2 separate regions of the Arachis hypogaea genome follow, and region 1 is linked to region 2. Evidence: chromatin contacts called from public Hi-C data. All regions are on one chromosome and are shown on one strand. The core of a region is the stretch at or near the end of the contact, and the rest is flanking DNA. Distances in the headings are between cores, read along the strand shown.

Region 1 (3,475 bases), core at 98-2,597, 54 kb before region 2:
TACAGAAAATGATATATATGTTAGGGTAAATTACTCTTTTAGTTTTTAAATTTTGGATTAAATTTTAATTGTCTACAACATTTAAAATGTTTTATTTTTATCTTAAAAATATTTTATTTTATCCTATTTTAGTTCTATATTAAAATTAATTTTTTTCTTTTCAAAGTACTATTTTTTCTTCTATTAATATGTTTTTGTTTCTCTTATTATTTTATCACGATATTTTAAATTACAACAATTACCATCATGACCACTACATTTATAATTTTGGAAGATTTTCATATATGTCAATGTATTTTACTAATACATTAGTATACTAATGATTATCTAACATCCAAATAATGAATTAAATATATGAAAGGCTGTGATGTAAATAGAAATTCTTTATATAAAGATGCTAACATGTAAAACATGGTGAGGACTGCCCCTGTCCCTGTTTAGGGCTGCACATGCATCGGATAATATTCACATATTTGTGGTAATTATTTGAATTCGATCTAAATTTTGCGGATATTATTTGATCTGTAGAGCTATCGGATTGGATCGAATCCGATCCGTATTATGGTAGGATCGGATTGCGGATTTGGCAGTGATATCCGTGGATCCGATCTGCAAATCCGCATATATCCGCACATCACATATAAATAGTATAGTTTAAGAAAATAAACCCTAATGTGGTATGAATTTAGTGTGTTGTTTTATGAATTTTATGATATCTTGTTTTTTATTTTTTATGTTGTATTTCGACTTAGAATAATTAAACTTAAATCTTGTGTTATTATTTTTTTTTTGTTATTCAAGAGAACTTTTATTAATAATATTTTAAAATTAAATATGCATAAACAGGTGAAAAATGATTTTTTTTTTTTTTAATAAAAACAGCCAAATGGAATTTGAAAACATTTTTTTTGAATTATGCGGATATACTCGATATCCGATCTGATCCGATCCGCAATTATGCGGATCGGATCGGGCCTAAAAAATTGCAAGTATCGTATCCGATCCGATCCAATGAATGCAGTGCGGATCGGATAGAATTTTAGGCTATATCCGATCCGATTCGATCCGTGTGCAGTTCTACCCTGCTGCTCTGTTAGCCAAAAAGAAAGGTTCGAAATGTTGTTTTTGAGGTCTGGTGGTATGGTTGTTAGTGTAGCTTAAGTATGATCGGCTTTTTTGTTTTTTTGTCAAGTACCTTTACACACACTCCCTTTCATTTTTCAATGGGTTTCATATATCAACTTTTAAGACATAGCTAGAATTTGAACCCGATGCACCTCCTAGCAAGACAAACTTAGGTGCCACAAAACCAAGTCTTGCGGTGCAAGTATGATTGGCTTGTGTTTCAGCTAGCTATGGAGTGGAGAAGGTCTGAGCATTAATTGTTTAGGTTGTGTGGATTGGGCCAAAGTAATGGGACTCTTTTTTAATATTGGAGTATAATTTTTTTTTTGTGGCCTAAGAAATTAGTTAAAGTTGTCTTATATCACCCAAAAATATAAAAAAAGTTGAGAATAAACAAAAAAAAAGGGTTAAGTTTATCATATTGATGTAAATTTATTCAATTAATTTATTCTAATAATGAGTTGTCTTTGAAATATTTTAATTGAGATCACTGTTACATAAATTTTTGAAGGATAGTATTTATGGAGGATTAAACATAGGTTACTGATGAGCTAATTAAAAAAGAACCAAAGAATTTAAAAAAATATATATTTAGTATTTATAATGAGAAAGTGATATGATTATTTCAATTTTATTTATTAGAGTTTTTATAATTCAACTTTTGAAACTTAATAATTAAGTTGATAACTCTATTAGATGTATATACAATCTAAATATCAATTATCAAACTTAAATAGAATTTGTGTTCATTTTTTTAAAATTGTTTAAAACTAGAAATGATATATTTATCTATGAGTAAATAGTCAAAATCGTCCCTAAAAGATGCCATGATTTCCATTTTGGTCCTCGAAAAATAAAGTTAATCGAAATCGTCTCCGAAAGATACACGATTAGCCACGTTAGCCCTTCCGTCAATTGGATGATGACGTGTCACGTTAAGTGCCACGTGGGATATAATGACGTGAGGGCTAATGCCACGTGTCACAAGATGATTGGTTGACGTGTCAGTTCAGTGACACGTGGCACTTGACATGTAAAAAAATTATTTATAATCAAAATAGTCTTTGAAAGTTCAGACGTAAGTCATTTTCATCCCTGAAAAATTAAAAATTAATCAAATTAGTCCTTATATAATTTTTTTTTATTTTTTTTGATAATATTAAATTTAAAATATTTTTTGATACTACTAATTTTAATAGAAATATAGTTGACAATCAAAAAATTAGTAATTGTATCTTTTCGTCTTAAAAATTTTTTCAATAAAATTATCTCTCTCCTTTAATTCTTGTCAAAATCTCTTTTATTCTTTTCTATTCTAAAACATTTTTCTTACATTATTACATTTTGCTGGAATATATATATATATATTGAAATGTATGTATTTATTAACCTAAACAAAATTATATGCTCAAAATCAAAATTTATGTATGTTAATCCAAACAAAATTAATAAAAATTTATACATTTTTTTTTTATTACGGTATTACTTTCATTTGGGTTAGAGTCAAAATATAGTAACGGAAACTTGTATACAAACAATTGCAAGTATACCAACCGATATGATATTTTTTGGATGTAAAAAACTTAATTTTTGAAAATCAACTACTGCCTCTACGTACTGAGGGTAAAATTTATGTATTCCTTTCTTAATAGGGAAAAGGAAAGTAGGTTGGATTATATAGGATCAGTTTGTTAAAGAGAAAACGTGAAATTAGGCACCAACACGAAATTGTTGGTGGGTGAAGTGTCCCAAAATCGTAGATAATATCATCGCTTTTTGGCACTTGAACCTAACTTTCTCTATTCTTGACAGTTGACACAGATTGTTTAAGAGAATCTTGTACCGCATTTGCCTATTATTGAAAAATAATGGTAGGTATTCAACCTTTTTTCGATCAACATTAATTATTTTTTAAAATTATTTTATTTATATTAAATTTTAAATTTTAAATAATAAACTCTTAATCATGCATCTTAAATTACAAATCTTAAATTTAAAATTTAATATTAATTAACTAAAATTTAATTTCCTATACTTTTTCTTAATAAAATCACTAATATTTTTCATATATACATCTCATTATATATATAATATATGGTGGAGACTGCTTATAGTTATAGTAATTATATAAGCCTTGTTAAAATTAAAATAATATTTTTTATATTTTAATAATATTTGTTTTTTTAAATTTAAAAATATTATTAAATAATAAAAAATATTATTTTAATTTTAACAATACCTTTTTAGACACCGTAATTACTATAACTATCATAACATAGACATCATAGTCTACACTTATATATATAATTGAATTACTATGTTATTCTAGTAACTTTCTCTTATCATTTAA
Region 2 (3,484 bases), core at 799-3,298:
GTAAGAATGAGATAAATATTTATATAGACGAATTAGTTTTTTATTATCCACAAATAAGGACAAAACGAGTTTTATGCTGAATTTTGTAGAATAGACAGAGTTGAATAAGGAGAAAATTCGCATACTGCTATTCCTATTTAATTATCTTATAAATGTTTATATTTTTTTCTAGCATCTTTAAAGTCTTTTTTTCCAAAAAAAAAAAAAGCTTCTAAATGTTTATAATTGCCTCAATCAATTATATGATTTTATTAGAGAATTTGTTTTTCAGATCTTTTGTTATATTAAATAAATTTTAAGATAAATATTTTAGATGTTAAAATATCAAAATAAGTGACTATAAATATCTTCATTCTCTCTTAATTATTGGTTTTTTCCTAAAAATATTATATATATAAAAAAAATTAGTTATTATATATTTGTATATAAATATATATTATTTTAAGTTATTTTTATTATATGTTTTATATTTTAATATGTATTATATATGAATAATTAATTTAGTAATTGATTTTAATATAATATATATGTGTATATGTATGTATGTGTGTAGCATATTTTTTTCTCAAAATAATGTCATTCTCTTTATTTATTTTTTTCATAATTTATGTTTCATTTTTTCTCCTTAAAAAAAATATGTTAAAATTATTTTTTAATAACTTTTTATTTAAGTTAATTTTAAATATTTGCCTTAATTTTATATAAAACAAAAATTTAATATTAACCTCTTAAACTTTTATTAGTTCTAAAATCAAATAAACTAATCTAACTCAAATCATTGCAAATTGTTTGAATCAGATTAAAATTAATTAGACTGAAAAGTTAAATGAGACCAATTTACTCAAATCCCAAAAAATTATATATTTTGAATCAAAGTATCTAAATGGCAGTGAGTGTGAGCCCCTCTGAGTTATGGATTTATGGGGCTCAGATACACAGCAGTTTCGGCATGCTAGAACAGTGCCGATGCAGAATAAAAGACAGAGGCAGGTGTCATGATCATGATCTTTGGATTGTATGCTATCGGTAATGAGATGTGGATTCTCTCTTTATTTGAGATAAGTTGCGGTTGACTGTTTGTGTGACATATACCATGCAATTGTAAATTGACTAACATTACACCCTCAATTACGTAATCCAATTTGCATCCCCTCACCACATAGCACATACATGCAAGATGCAATGCAACTGCTCTCTCTTATTTATGTATATAAGTATAATTTTTTATTATTAATTTTATTATTATATGTGAATTTTTACCACAAATAAAATAATACTAGCATAATTTTAAATAAATACCTATATATGTGTGCATATGTGTTTGTGTGCTTTAACAAATTAATAATTATATTTAATTAAAATAGTTCTCTAAGAATATTAATTAAGATAATGAATTAACCTGTATCATTGTTGTATGTGGAGATGTATAGCAGCGAAAGAAGGGAAGAAGCTATAGAGACGAAAAGAAAGAACGAGAGAGGACAGAGCGCATATAATTGTGGGAGATAAGTTGAAAAAGAGAAGTAAATTAAAAAAAAATGGAAATATTATAAAAAATTGACCTGCTAATCATTAGTTTTAGGGTAATACTTGGTATACACCTTGTTAAATTTTGTCTCTAACAAAATACTTGCCGGTTTACTGCTCTATGTTAGAAATTAATGATTTTCTTGAATAATATGAACAATAAATTTTAAAATTGACCCAATTTAAATAAAATATATTATACTTTAAATTATTCACCTAAATCTTAATATTAAAATAACTAATAGCATATCTATTTATTATTCACATTATTTAATATTTTTATTGGCTATCCATATTTTTTCATACTTAAAACACTGATTGTTTATCTGTTAATTATTTAATAATATTTGTTTAATTAATTTTAACTCATTTTTATAACAATAATTCTTAATTTTTTATTTTTATACTTTTTAAAAAAGAGTGAAGTTGATATGACTAGAAAATAGAATTTTTTACTACCTATGACAAGATGATTATTTTCTTTTTTCTTTTTCTTTATTTCATATTTCTATATAACTTATAACCGTCTTAACAGCTTGCGCATTCCTGCTCTCTCTCTCTCTCTGTTTATGTGTGAAATTGTATGTGGTGCATTAAATCAGTAGCAAAAGAAAATGGTGAGCGCCGCAGTAGCTCGTAACGTCATCGGCATTATCGGTTAGTTCTTGCCTTGCTTCTTGATTTCTCTTCTCTTTCTCCTCCATTACTTAACCTGCAAGTTGCAACGTCGTCAATTACCTGATTTGCTTTTCTTTCATCCGAATCGACAACGGAAATTCTCAATTTCTTTTCTACTTCTTTAGAATGTCTTCAATCTTTGCATGCAAAAGAAAGAACCCGATTAGAGTAAGGTTTTCGCGTTTGATGGTGTGTTTTCCGTTTCCGTGCAGGAAATGTCATCTCGTTCCTCTTGTTCTTCTCACCTGCGTAATTAACTTCTCTCGATTCCTCTATTTTTTTTTTTGTATAGAATTAAAAATTTTCGGTTATTTTTGTTATTTAAAGAAATATTAATTTCAGGCCAACTTTCTATACGATAATAAAGAAGAAGTCGGTGGAGGAATTCAAACCTGATCCATACATAGCAACAGTGCTGAACTGTGCATTTTGGGTGTTCTACGGGCTTCCTTTCGTGCACCCTCACAGCATTCTAGTCCTCACCATCAATAGCGTTGGCCTTGGATTTGAGTTCATCTATCTCACCATATATTACATTTATGCCCCCACCAAAGGACGTGTACGTCCATTTCCTCTGCTTTTTGGTTTTCGTTTTTTTTCTACCTCTTATTATGTAATCTTTCTTGTGCTTATAAGGCTATGATTGGGTAAGCTGAAAAATTATGCTTATTTCTAAAAATTGTTTATTTGTATAGAAGGTTTTTTTTTATATATATCATTGCTTATTTAAGAATAAATTTATGTTTGGATAATTTAGTTGGAAAGTAGTTTTAATTTAATCTGTGGTGTTTGGATTTTTAAAAAGTAAATGTTTTTGGTAAATTACTAAAACAGGTATGAATCAATTAAAAAAAAAAGTAACATAGCAATGTAATAGGGTAAAATATGGTATTAATTTATTTTTTCAAATTGAAACAAAATTTTTAAGAGAAAATTTCAGGGCCTAATAATCTTTATATTATTGATCAGTAATTTTAGCTAACACATTCTATTATTGTGTTTGAGCCTTTTTCTTAATGTCAGTTTATAAAAAAAATTGTACTAATTCTGTAGCTTTATTTTTTTTTTTTCCAGAAAAAAGGGTCCAAATTTCAGTTAGATTTTTGCTTGAAAACAATTTTTTTAGCAACTCTAATGGCTTAAATTATACTTTTTAAATCACTTGAACATACTAATTTTTGTAAAACAGCTTTTTTCGTTTAAAAAAAAAATTGCTATCCAAACATGCACTAATTCCTGTTACCTAAAAGTACTTAGCTGAGTTATCTGTAAGTTAAGC

Evidence for each region. A called contact is a pair of places that touch in the nucleus more often than the background predicts.
Region 1: a Hi-C map of leaf shows a contact between it and region 2, with 3 times the contacts expected there. The contact joins the enhancer-like site here to the promoter of LOC112750900 in region 2. A contact is called at or near these places in 2 of 8 Hi-C or Micro-C datasets (both in leaf).

Annotation. Positions count from the first base shown.
Region 1 is chr15:139,818,108-139,821,582 of arahy.Tifrunner.gnm2.J5K5, reverse strand. No RefSeq gene overlaps it. Among protein-coding and RNA genes, the nearest start is that of LOC140179550, 6.4 kb to the left of the region's middle. Within about 2 kb of position 1,347, at least 3 of the 3 cell types and tissues checked have open chromatin away from gene starts, as enhancers often do.
Region 2 is chr15:139,765,170-139,768,653 of arahy.Tifrunner.gnm2.J5K5, reverse strand. LOC112750900 (bidirectional sugar transporter SWEET4) reads left to right here and starts at 2,048. Exons shown (of 6, transcript XM_025799819.3): 1 at 2,048-2,184; 2 at 2,418-2,454; 3 at 2,548-2,764. The coding sequence starts at 2,142.